Linked DNA regions of Rattus norvegicus: region 2 is linked to region 1. The links are chromatin contacts, called in public Hi-C maps. All regions are on one chromosome and are shown on one strand. The core of a region is the stretch at or near the end of the contact, and the rest is flanking DNA. Distances in the headings are between cores, read along the strand shown.

Evidence for each region. A called contact is a pair of places that touch in the nucleus more often than the background predicts.
Region 2: a contact with region 1 is called in a Hi-C map of frontal cortex, with 2.0 times the contacts expected there. The contact joins the enhancer-like site here to the promoter of Hmces in region 1. A contact is called at or near these places in 2 of 12 Hi-C or Micro-C datasets (frontal cortex and liver) and 1 of 1 datasets of contacts at active chromatin or transcription factors (oligodendrocytes).

Annotation. Positions count from the first base shown.
Region 1 is chr4:121,947,431-121,953,931 of GRCr8, forward strand. It overlaps Hmces (5-hydroxymethylcytosine binding, ES cell specific), which reads left to right and starts at 3,410. Exons shown (of 6, transcript NM_001025047.2): 1 at 3,410-3,614. The coding sequence starts at 3,432. Copg1 (COPI coat complex subunit gamma 1) reads left to right here. Exons shown (of 24, transcript NM_001031822.4): 24 at 945-2,389. The coding sequence ends at 1,075.
Region 2 is chr4:122,008,431-122,014,931 of GRCr8, forward strand. No RefSeq gene overlaps it. Among named protein-coding and RNA genes, the nearest start is that of H1f10, 13 kb to the left of the region's middle. Within about 2 kb of position 3,206, at least 64 of the 93 cell types and tissues checked have an H3K27ac peak or open chromatin away from gene starts, as enhancers often do.

The DNA of each region.
Region 1 (6,501 bases), core at 2,160-4,659:
AACTTTTCAAAAAAAAAAAGTTAAAAAAAGGAAGGAATGGCTGTCCACATTTCATATTGGAACCTTCCCAACACACACAACATTAAATGGTGCATATAATGAACACTAACTGCTCTCCTCCTCACTGTCGGAGCACCTGCACCCACTCTCTTCCCTAGAGTATTTTCATGCCACTTACTTTGTAATTCATATGTAAATACTTGCTATCCTGTGTCTAGCTCCAGAATGGCCTTAGCCTAGACATTTGTGGAAATGGAGCTGAGAGTGAAACTCAGTGATTGAGGCTAGGCAGATTTCTGCAGCAGAATCTTCAAGTATATCCCAAGATTCCTTGAACTTGTAATTCTCCTGCCTCAGCCTTCTGTAAGCCACCACACCTTTTATCCTTCTCCAGTGCTGATGATCAGACCCGGGGCCTCTTTCCTCCCAGGCAAGGCAAGCAAGCAATCTATCATTGAGACACACCCAACCTTGAATGGGTTTTTGTGTGTGTGTGGGTGGTGGTGGTAGTTATTTTGGGGGTTGGGGGCAGGGTGTGTTTACAAACAGGGTTGGGAAGGTGTTCTGCTTCAGTGGGTGCCCACAGCTCACCATCACCAGGCTCACTTCTCTGGCCTTGATGAAGCAACTCAGTCCCTCGGGCCTGGCAAACACCTGCTTTGTGGTTTTCTTATTAGGGCCTGCCCCTCATCAGCACTCTCGGGTTCAGCCACTGTGAGCCTCTACTGTGAGGTATAAGCCTTACATACCGAGCGTTCAATGAGCCTGGCAGGGGCTCAGGTGATCTAAGTTACTGATATATACAGTGATTCCTAGTTGCTGTGCCACTCGGTCTGCAAGGGTTCCAGAGCTCAGCAGGGAGGCCTTGATCAGTTGCTGCACGTGTCGCTCTCTGCATAGCTTCCTTCAGCCTCCCAAAGCTCTGTCTGCCTCCTCTCTTCTAGGAGTGTTCCGGGGTGGTCATGACATCCTTGTGCGTTCCCGGCTTCTGCTTTTGGACACAGTGACAATGCAGGTGACAGCCAGAAGCTCAGAGGAGCTGCCAGTAGATATCATCTTGGCGTCTGTGGGCTAAAGTTCCGGCCTAAGCCCTACTGTCTTGCCCAACACTACGCTGATGCCACTTCTTCCCTGTGAAGCCGGTGGAAACCCTTCCCCAGACCTCTGTTTGGAAACAATCAAGAATCAATACAGATTTTTTTTTAAATTCCATCCTATCATTCAGGAATGCTAGGGTAGATTTTGTCACCTTGCCTTCAAGGAGACGTCACAAATGAATAAAATGTTCAGATTTTCTCGAATACTGATACCCAAAGAAGCCGTCTCATCCGTATAGTAAGACAGCATGTATTTCTCGAGTAATAGCTGCTTCTGCAGGCTCGCGCTTAGGGCCGTCACTTTTCCTGGAGGCCTCCTTCACCAAATGGAGTAGTGCAGTTCTCCTGGGGACTGTGTCAGTGCCAAGCTTAGGATGGGTCTAAAGGCTAGCCGAGTGACAATAGCTGGCAGGTCTGATAAGCCATTCATCCTCGGGCATTTATAGATGGATGGGTCTCCAAAGGGCTAAGGTCCTTCACCTGGGTGTTACCTGATCAGCTCTGGATTAGAGGGTGTCATGGCTTTCTGCTCTGGGTCTGTGAGTGGGAAGAACAGTATCTGCATTCCCTTTGGGAATCCTATGGTATGTCTCAGTGCTTGGGCTTTAAACTCAAATCAGGTGGTTTTAAACTGTTGGAAACACCTCAAGGACTGGACCCCTGATGGGGCTTCTGAGATGGGTCAGCAGGTAAAGGTACCTACCAAGATGGACTACCCACTCGGTAGGAGAGAACCGGTTTTCAGTAGTTGCCCCCTGACCTCGTGCACACCTGTATACTGTATGCCCATGCACATACACAGGTACGCGTTAGAACAGGGGACTGACCCCGGAGGCCGATTCCCATAACCTGAAGAGATGAGGCTACGCTTGAGCATAGTTAAGCTGTCTTTGCTAAGGCCCATTTCATGATTTATGGTCCTGGCTCCTCCATGTGCTTGGTCATGCCTGCTGTGTTGAACTAAGTCACGTGATATTAAATTTCCTAACAGGATATAAAGAGTCAGATTTTTCATTTGGGGAGTTTTCTCAGGTAGGTGACCTGAAGGCTGCTCCCTAAAGACATTTCTCTGCCCCCCACCTTCCATCCCTCTCCTGGGGTTTGGAACAGCTGCTCTTGCCTGGCCTCTCTCCCTCGTTCCTCTTTACAGGAAAAAGCCTGTCTGTCCTTCAAGGCCACATCCTGCTTAGACCTTCATGATTGTATTCTTTCTGCCTAATACCCCCCACTCTACTCCCAGGCCTGGTCATAGCCTGGAAGCCATTCCATTCAAATAAACTTCACTAAAAAAACTGAGTGTCAACCTCCTTTTGTGAAGATTACTGCCAGCTCTTGTTTTCTTTAAGGGTGTATGTACACCCCACACACAGATGTTAAAGAGGAAACAAGGTGGGGCTTCCTGACCCTTAGAGGGTTCTTGGTGGATAGCTAGAAAGTCTCAATTCTGGTGGCCTTACACATTTCCTGGTTTCAGAGACTGGCCTGAGGAGGAGGCCTGGAGTGCTTGTCTCAGGTGAGTGTATTTTGTCTTGCTTTAAGGTGGTGAATCAACGGAACTTGGTTTCCAGCTTGCTCCTCACCTAGCCACACCCCCACCTGTGGGGAGGAAACCCCATGGCGTCACGTCACGTCGGGGGCGGGGCGGGATTACCGAAGGGCGGGGCTAGTGCTCTTTAGGTCGACGCTTGAGCGCGGAGAGTGGACTGGACTATCTGGTGGTGAGGAGACGCGGACGCCTGGGGGACCGGCTCGCCGAGGGGCGTGGGGAGGGCCTCGCCCAGAGGACGCGGGCGGGCGGACGGGCGGAGAAGGGGGCTGCGCTAAGGGGACCCGGGCCGTCGGAGGATCCGGCTCCCCTGAGGGGGAAGGGAGCGGGCGGAAGAGAGGACCCAGGGGAGGGGGACGCAGACGGGCGGGCTGAAGAGAGGGCCCCGCCGAGGGGGATGCGGACAGGCGGGCTGAGGAGAGGGACGCGGCGGGCAGAGGACCGCCCACGTTCTTAGAGGGAGACTCCGCGCCGACCAGGCCCCGCCCCGGAGCAGAGCACGTCCACGCAGGGCAGTAGTACGGTCTCCGCGATCCTCGAGTGTTGTTGGTGTGAACGCAGAGAGCTCTCACCTTTCTCTGCTGAGTCCACCGAAGCCAACCTCGGAGGACCGGCCTTCTCGCCTAACGCCTGATGAAGGCCTGCTTCTGGACTGTGGGCCCCGCAGTGGCCAGGACCTAATGGAGCCTCCGTGGAAGATGTGGCTTCTCAGGGAGGATGCTGTGACCTAGGCGGTAAAACCTTACGGTTTTGTGACTTTTTGTAGGTCTGAGAGGCATTGCTGAAGTATGTGCGGGCGAACGTCCTGTCACTTGCCTAGAGATGCTCTCACTAGAGCCTGTGCCTATCTGGATCGGCAGGGCAGGCGTCAGCTCCCGCAGTGGAGGGACCCTGATAAGTACTGCCCCTCCTACAACAAGAGCCCGCAGTCTAGCAGCCCAGTGCTTCTCTCCAGACTGCACTTTGAAAAGGTAAGGAGTGTGGCGGCATCCTATGAGCTTCTGGCCCAGCATCCTAATGGCATCGACTCCTGATTCCTGTGATGTCTGCCCAGCCTCCGAAATGACCTTGAAAGCAGCCCTTACAGATACATTAAGGCCCTAGTCACCCTGGGCCTCAGCAAGGAATGAGTCCATATTCTTCAGGGTCAATTAAACTGTTTCAACGCATGCCCAAGCTATGTGAATCTCATATTTGAATACATTTAAAAATATTTTGAGATAGACTCTTAACTATGAATGTAACTCTAGCTGTCCTGGAACTCACCATATAGGCCAAGCTGAACTCAAATTTGCAGCAAACCTGCCTCTGTCTCCATACACACCTCTGTGTCACAGGTGTGTATGCTCTTGACAAGCTTGAATCTTTTTTTTTTTTTCTTTTTTCTTTTTTTCAGAGCTGGGGACCGAACCTAGGGCCTTGCGCTCGCTAGGCAAGCGCTCTACTGCTGAGCTAAATCCCCAACCCCGAATCTTTTTTTTTTTTTAAAGATACCTTTCAAATATTACTGACATGTCAGTGTCATTCATATATATGTGTGTGTGTGTGTGTGTGTGTGTGTGTGTGTATAATATATATATATATCTCACAAAAACCCAAGTGGGGTGGCACACACCTTTAATCCTAGCCAGGGGAAGGCAGATCTCTGAGTTGGAGGCCAGTCAAGGCTGTATAGTAAAACTGTGTCTCAAAAAACAAAACAGAACAAAAACTGATTGTGGAGCTTGCAGCATGGCTCTCTGGGAAAGAACACTTCCTGCAAAGTAGGAGAGAACCAGCTCCTGCAAGTTGTCCTCAGATTCCACACCCACTCTGTGTCATGCACGCAAGATAGTGGACACAAACACAGAATAAATGTAAAGAAAAATTAGTGTGATTGGAGCTGGTGATAATACTCAGAGATATAGAACATATTTCATATGCTCCCAGTCTTGGGTTCAGTCCTAGCACACAAAATATTTTTTATTTTTTTTTGTAAAAAATTTAAACAATTTTTATGTATACTAACGTTTTACCTGCATGTATGGATGTATGTATGTGTACCAGGTATTTGCCTGGTACCCTTGGAAGTCAGAGCTTCAGATCCTCTAGAACTGAAGTTACCAAAGGTACAATGTGAGTGCTTGGAATTGAACCCAGGTCCTCTGCAAGCGCAAAAAGTATCCTTAACCATTGAACAGACCATGGTCCCTATTTCAGTGGATGGATCTTGGGGAGCGGGAATGGGAAGGTGGAGTCCCTAGCAAGCATAGCCCTCCTTTGGGTCATTTGGGTCATTTGGGTTTGCCCATGTAGTGTTTGACTGCACATCGGTAATATGATTTGTTTAGATTGCTAGGGTTTCTTAATTCGGTAAATATTTGATACTTTATTTTTTCAAACCTACAAATTCTAACACAAAATTAGGAACATTTCAGTGGTTCAACTGCCAGCATGTAATTATAGCAATATTTGTATTTGAAACCGCTGATTTGCAAAGTACTTCCTCTTTTTTCCCCCCATCTACCACAGTGCCACCAGCTGTTCTATTGCAAAGTCAGACCCCGTGGAGGAAAAGATGACTCGTACTGAGCAATACTTTCAGTATCCTGGCTTCCCAGCCACTTCGTATGCATTGTCCTCGAGTTTGGGGACGCTTCGTGCAGGGATGAAAACACTCAAAAGTGACCAGTAGTAAGAACAGGATTTCTCAACCAAGATGTCACTGAAGTTTAAAAATATTTTCTATTTCTCTTTATGCGCATAGGTGTTTTGCCTGAATGAATGTCTCTGCACCGCATGTACACATGTACAGTGTCTGTAGATGCCAAAAGAAGGCACCATTGAGGTGCTTCCCCCACAACCTTACCTGCCTACAGCTTGCCTGGGAGGGCTGGGGTTTCGTGAGCTCTCTTCTGCCTGTGGTGGGAGCTGAATGTTGATGTGCCCATTCTTGAGTAGATCTTGTACACTATGCCCAGCTTAGTCTTCCACTTTTATATCCTTTTATTTAATTGTTGACAATGTCATGCATGGATCTAATGTACTGTGATCAGTCTAACAACACCCATTACTTCTCAGCCCCGTCTGCTGCTCTCTTCAACCTTCTACTACTTTCTTCCCTTTTCCAATGGTTACCTTTTTTTAATTCTGTCTTCCATGATGCTCCCTGTGCCTCACAGGGATGATATAGGTGTCCATTTGGAGCTGAACACTTCTTCTCATTCTTCTCAGTACTTTGACCAGCTGTGAGTCTCTGCAGTAATCTTTACCCTCTACATTCAGGAACTTCTCTGACCAGGGCAGAGAGCAGCACTGAACTCTGGGTATACTTGTAAATATTTAGCTTCACACCATATCCATTTATCAGAAAAGACGACTAATAGTATCATTCCTTGGGCCTATGACCTACTTTAGACAGTAAATCAGGTTAGTCTGAAATTCACAATACACCTGTATCATCTCCCAAGTATTGGGATTATGAATGTTTTCTACCCACTACTCTTGGTCGGCATCCTTACCCCCCCCCTTTTTTTTTTTGAGGCAGGCTGGCCTTGAATTCACAGAGACCCACCCACCTCATAGATGCTAGGTTTAAAATTAAAAGCATATACTACCATGCCCAGCTAATTTTTTCCCTCTTAATAACCTTGTATTCTTTGTATATAGTAATTATGGTCTTCCTGCTGTATCTGAGCCTGTTTAATTATATTTTTGTGTATTGTTCAGCCTTTCTTATTTTTAAATTTATATGTGTGCTCATGCACCTGTTTGGGTGTATGCCAGTGGGAACAGTTAGGTTGTAGCTATCAACATAGGTTCTAAGAACCTAACTCAGGTCCTCTACAAAAACAGTAAGTGTTCCTAAACACTATGTCT
Region 2 (6,501 bases), core at 1,956-4,455, 61 kb after region 1:
AGTAAGGGGAAGGAGGCAAAAACCTCCTGGCAGGTCCTGGCAGGGGATGAGAGCAGCATCAGGTATCTGGGAGAGACTGGCTAGTGTCTGATAGCAAATCTTTACTGTTGGATCCATTTAAGCTGCCTTCTCACATGCCCACCACTTTCTGGGATCCTGTCATTAGAGAAAGACCCTGTAGTTCACTGCTACATAGCCCGGCACATAGTAGGCCCTCAATAAATATTTGTTGAATAAATGAGATGGGATTCAAAACCAAGAATAGGTTTTGGGTGTCTGAATCTTTCCATGTCATCCTCTCCACTGGGGACCCAGCTCCAAGAGCTTCATGGGGTCTAGGCCACCAGTCAGGGCAGGTGTGAACCTCACCTCAAACCCTAGTACAAAGCCACTGTGTCTCTGTAAGGGGCATAGAACTTCCTTTTAATACAGGAGGTTCTTTGTCAGATTTTGGGGATCCTGAGCTTCCCAACTCAGGAGCCAATCAGCAACTGCCGGAGCCCCTCCATCACTGCAATTACAGACACAGACACAGGTTCCTGGATCCTGGCCCCTGCTGACCTCTTCTACTGTCTCCTGGCCCCACACCCCTCCTTGGCCATCCCTTAGCAGATCCCTTTTCAGACTAAATTACCTTTTACTGATCACAATATCAATCTCCTTGTCAGAGACTTGGTTTTGACAACACTGAGTGATAGAAATCTAGAAACGATAATCTACCTTAGGACTTACATATATTAAAGTTAATACCTCCCCACCCTCCCCACCCCAAAAAAACCCAGCCTATCATCTAACACCTGCTGGGCGTGCCCTTGGAAGAGGCCTTGTTCTTTACAAGGTCGGCAGGGCCCTTAACACACCCGTGCCTTGTCCCAGCCTCTATCTTACATGAAGAAGCTGAGGTGGGCCCCGGAGGCGTGTCCGGAATATAGTCCAAGCACACTTCCCAGCTCCTGCTCTCGTCCTTGTGACTGTCCAGCTAGCAGGGGTCACAGAGGCACCTGGCCAGTCACATCATTAGGGATGAGAAGCCACAAGGTTGGGCAGGGAATGCAGAATGAGTTCACTCAGCCTCCTGGGACTCTGCTCAAAGACAACCATCAGGTGTACCAAGAAGCTCTGCATATGTGTCACTGGCAGCAGCCCCAGAAATGGACTCCAGCCTCAGACGCCTCCCCGGGGAAGGGAGTAACTGCGATTTGTTGCTTAAGCAGCTTCCTGGCCCCCAACTTCTTTGTGCTGCCTGCACTGTGAACGTTAATAAGGCTGAAACCCCCATGCTCATTATTGACATAACAGAAGAAACAAATTAATTTTTCTGATAATTCTAGACTCTGGGTCTTCTCTCTCTAAGGTCAACTCCTATGTAGACATTGCCCCAATAAAACCCAGCAAGTATTTGAGACATTTCCCCCATGAGAAGCAAAAAGGCCGTTTCTGTCCTTTTCTCAGTGCGTGCTACAGAAGGAATAAGCGACATTTGGTGAGAAATGTTCATTTTTCAAAAGTTTGAATTCCTCTGTGTCCCCCCGCGCCCCCCCCGCTCCCCAAGAAGTTTTAGGCCCTGCCCTAGACAAAGAAATTTTCAGTTCTGTAACCTAGCTATACTTTTTACTCTACAACTGAATTTTATACTCTTTCCTCAAAGGAGGCTGAGAGGACTCAGCACTGGTCACTTGCCTAGTAGTCCTGAAGGCCTAAGTTCCATCCTGCCACCAAAAAGAGAAAAAGTTTACCATTCTTTATCAGCACCATAATTAGCAGACTTAGTTTTCAAATTAGATTTAAGTGAATTCTGTTTTAAAGTCAGGAAAAGAAAGGCCTTCATGAAGAGCAGCCACCAACTAACCACACTGGCCAGAACCATGTTGGCTGTGGAGCAACCTAGTCCCTTAGTCCAGCTGAGACCGACCAGACCAGGGCACGGCCCAGCCCAGCCAAGAGCCTGCAGGTTCCCTGTCTGTCTGTGCACGTGGCTGTGGTTTCAGAGTAGCGTTAGCTATTCATCTGGAAGCAGGGTCAAAGTTCTTCCCTGGGGGAAATCGCACAGAGAGTAGCGATTCCCCAGACTTTTAGGCAGTACAGGACATGCTTGTCACTGTTACACACACCCGTCAGTCCTGCTTCCTCACTCCTAGCCTTAAATAAAGAGGTGATTTTGGTTTTGTCGCTTTTTAATGTTCCTATCCCATAGCTAAGGTAGAAGGGCATCAGGGCACAGAAAGGCAGGGACTTCGGGTTCTGGGTGGTGGTTCCTTTCATTACTGGGGGGCCCAGGCAAGGATCGACACCATGGGCCAGGGCTTTGGACACTTGTAAGCCTGCCCGATAAAACTTCAAGAATTGGGACACATGCCTTTAGTCTCAGCATTGAGGAGGCAGAGGCAGGAGGATCTCTGAGTTAGAGAGATCCTGGTCTATATAGTGAGTTCCAGGATAGCCAGGACTATGCAGAGACCCTATTCCAAAAAAGCACCCCAAAAAGGAAGGATAATTAGATTCCTGGGAATCTAGGTCCACAGAAGCATTAATCTAAGGAGTTTCTGTCCTTGCCCATCCAGGTTGGTCTTCTATTACTAAATACCTGGGGTTTGTTATTTTATTTTGAAGCTTCCATTAATCCTGCCCCATCTGAATCCAGTGTCTCCAGTAGCCTGGGGCCATGTCAGGTCCAGCCTGGCTTGAACACCCTTTTCTACCTGGGGGCCCTTCTGTGATTTCGGCTTTACACTAATGTCCCCAAACACTTCGTGCCCAGTTCCCCTCCACAGAAAGACCCTCTCCAAACACCCCATCTGAAGCAGGGTTACCCAGTGCCATTCCTGTCTTTCCTCCTGGGCACTTCAAGTTCTGTGCTAGCTAGTCTCTTCTGGTCCTATCAGTCAGTCTTTGTAGCCAAGTCCCGTGTAACTGGCACTCATGCTCGCAAATGTTCATTTGCTTAAGTGATGGAGGAAGGGTCTCAGGCCTGGTGCTGGGTACAGGGTAGCCAGCCCGATCCAGAGTGCCTCAGGCGACCCACAAGGCTGTTGTCCAGCTACATTAACAGGAATGAAGAAAGACTTTGTTGCTGACGCGGTCTTGGGCCACGGAGGATGGTCCAGCTCCTAGGAAGATAGAGCTGCCTCCCTGGTTCTCAGGGCCCCGCTGGCCCTGCTACTGGAGGTGACAGCATCTTCTGATCCACTGCCTTTCAGCTCAGCAGTTGGCCGTTGGGTAAGCGTTGGGAGCGCCCATCCCCCGCCTCCCCATCCTATCTCCATGGAGATCCACACTTTCCCCGCCCACCAGTCACAGAGGCAGAGGCGGGGCAGGGAGGGGGCAGCGCCGCCTCTGCGCTGCAGTCACAATGCTTTCTCACAGACCCTTCTCCTGCGAAACAGCCAGTAGAACTAGGAAGGGCGTGGGGTCTTGATGTGTTTGGTGCCCAGGGCTGCCCCGCACTAGTGTTTGCTGCAGCCACACCCTTCTATAGATCTGGTGACGGGTTTCCCAGCAGAAGCCAGAGAGGGAGGGCCCAAGGGGTTTCCCCAAGGACCGTATTCCAGGTAATCTGAGGTCATTGCTTTCGCCCTTCCAACACATTAGGTTAAGGCGCCTCCACTTTATTACTTAGGAAGCTGAAAGAACATTCCACAGGACCTCATCCTCTATCCCAGACTAGGTCAGGGTGTGAAACACACACACACACACACACACACACACACACACAGAGAGAGAGAGAGAGAGAGAGACAGAGACAGAGACAGACAGAGACACAGAGACAGAGACACAGACACAGAGAGAGAGACTGAGAGAGACAGAGACAGAGAGAGAGACACAGAGAGAGACTGAGAGACCCCCCAGCATAAGATCCAAAGGGTCACGGCATCTTTGTGCTGAGGCTGACCAACCTTCGAGCAGACCTCTGGGGTGCCAGCCACCTGAGACCGCCTGGCAGGTCTGGCTGCTCCAGTGACCACAGGATGAAGGTCCTATTCCTGTGTTTTCCAGGCCTGAGCAGCAAGCACCTTATAGCTCATTATCTCAAACCCAGAGCCCTGGTCCCTGCAGTGTCAGGGACATATAAACAGCCACATTCAACACACTGATGACTTCTCTTTGTCCTTTTACTTATTTAATTTCCTTTTGTTCCGGGAAATAAAAAAACAAGACAACAAACCAAAAAAAAAAAAAAAAAAAAAAAAAGAACAGAACACAGAGCACTGGGCAAATCCCTCTCAGGGTTGCTCAGACTTGGACCAGGGAGAAAGTACAGGTGAACCAAGCACTTCATGGGGGTTAGAACCGGAGGGGCCGAGACCTGCTGTGTCAAGCCTGGTGTGGATCTCAGGACACATGGCACACTGAGTAGTCCTTTGTGTGTGGTTTTATCGTCTTTGGCTTTTGTTTCTTTTTGTGTGTGTGTATGCATGCGTGCATGCGTGTGTGTGTGTGTGTGTGTGTGTGTTTTGTGTGTTAAAAGTCATATCTTACTGGGAGAAGGGCAGGCCAGAAGAGGGCACTAGGTTGCCTGGAGCCGGAGTTCTAGGCTGTTGAAAGCAGCCAGTGCGATCACACTCTTCTTAAAAACACTGGTTTTCACCCAGCCTGATAGTATTTGGTTGTTGTCATCCCAGCACTTAGGACACTAGGGCCCTGTCTCCAAACAAACCCCTCAGAGTAAAGCAAACTGAAGACAGCTCTGTGGTTGCACAGATGGGACCACAGCTGTGACTCCAGCTATTCCCAGCTGAGGCATGGAGAGCTAAGGCAGGCTTCCTGCTCCCAGGTCAGAGGGCATCTAGCCAACAAGGGACAGGGGAGGGCCCAGGAGCCCTAAAAAATACTCAAGGTGGTGTCAATGTAACAAACGGCTTCCAGCCAACTCTGGCTGTTCAAAGGTGCTCCTTTTCTCAGAGTCTCTTCTGTCTCCCAGTTCAATTCTGTTTATGCCAGAATGAATTCAGCAATCGTCTAGACTGGCATCTTCACCCATTACATTTCTTGGGGGTTTACCAGGATTTGGGAAATTGTTACGCAGATTTAAAAGACTCAAAGGTGGCTGTGACCCATCCAGTACTCTGAGGGCCCCCTCTGAGCAAAGGGGACACACTGATTACAGCTCCCATGGTGAGAGCCCTGTAAGCCCTCACCTCCACTAGGAGGAGAGTAGGGCTCCGGCTCTGATGTATGCATGTGTATTCTGAACTTCTATGGCAGGAAGGAGATTGCTCCCTGAAGAACCAGCCATTTTTAAGAGACTGTGCAAACTGGACCTCAAGAAACAGACAGCAAGGAACAGATAGTTTTCCAAGGAAGAAGGTGGGAAGAAGTAGAGAAAGGTTCACAGGGAAGGGGAGGATCCATGCTCTGCCAGCTAGAGCTGCCTTACATCATCCTGGCTCCTGGGCCCTTCAGTTGAATAAGAGCTAAGTGGAGAAGCTAGGGGGAGTCTGGCTGTGGCTTCTTGTGCCTCCTCTGCAGGCAAAAGTTGGAATTGTCTTCTTCCGACCTGAGAAAGTGACGCCAACATTGCTCTGAGTTCAAGGTAGGAAGTCTGGGATTCCAAAGCTGCTGAGAGAAGCAGGACGGAAAGCTTCGTCTCCAAGTAAGGAATCATCACTGGATGCTGCCGATGCCGAAGGGCGTCATCTGCCTGCAACCTCCTAGATGCTTGGCGTGGTCTTGTAGCTCTCAAGGGGTAAGAATGTCCCATCTGTGAAGTCTGACGCGGGGGCTATGGTGGCAGGAACAGGGTCAGCCTTAGCTAGACTGCGCGTGTATAAAGTGCTCTCTCCACACACATCCCTTCCTCTAACCCAGGCCTCCCCAATGTCTGTAGTGTGTGGCCTTGCAGTAGACACCGTGTTGGCTGTCAGGCCCTGTGGGAGAAGGCTCGCTTAAACACACAAGAGGCCTGGTTCCTATCCTCAGCACTTGACCGAGTCAGTCAGTGAGGAAAAGAGAAAGGAACCTTCCATCATGGGTTTCCAGGTGCCAGTAGCTAGTGGCAACAAGGGATCAGCCTGTTGGGGTGGGAGTTTGGAGATAAGGGCTCCGCTGGCTCCTGACTCCTCTGTGTCCACACCTCCCAGCCTCTTCCCGCCTGCCTGCTTTTGCTCTCTCCCTTCGTGCTCTGGGGCCTGCCTGCTTTTGCTCTCTCCCTTTGTGCTCTGGGACCCACCCTTTCATTGCTACTTTCCAGTCACTGCGACACGAACAAGCTGAGGAAAAATGCTCTCTAGATGGCAGGTTATCTCCTCTCAGTGCTCATCATACCTGCTTACGAATTTGAGGAGAGAGTACATTTATTTACTCTAGAGTTTTTCTTGAATGTTAGGTCCTATAAGAAGGAATTCACTAAGCCCAAGGGGCATTTAAAAGGTCATATGCAGCAAATATTCTGGAAGCTAAGGAGGAGAGGATAGACACCATGATTTAAGGATTCTCTGCAGGAGACAAGGATCTGGACGATGTTCCAGTTTATCTTTTGCCTTATAGATGGGTAATCCTCTGGCC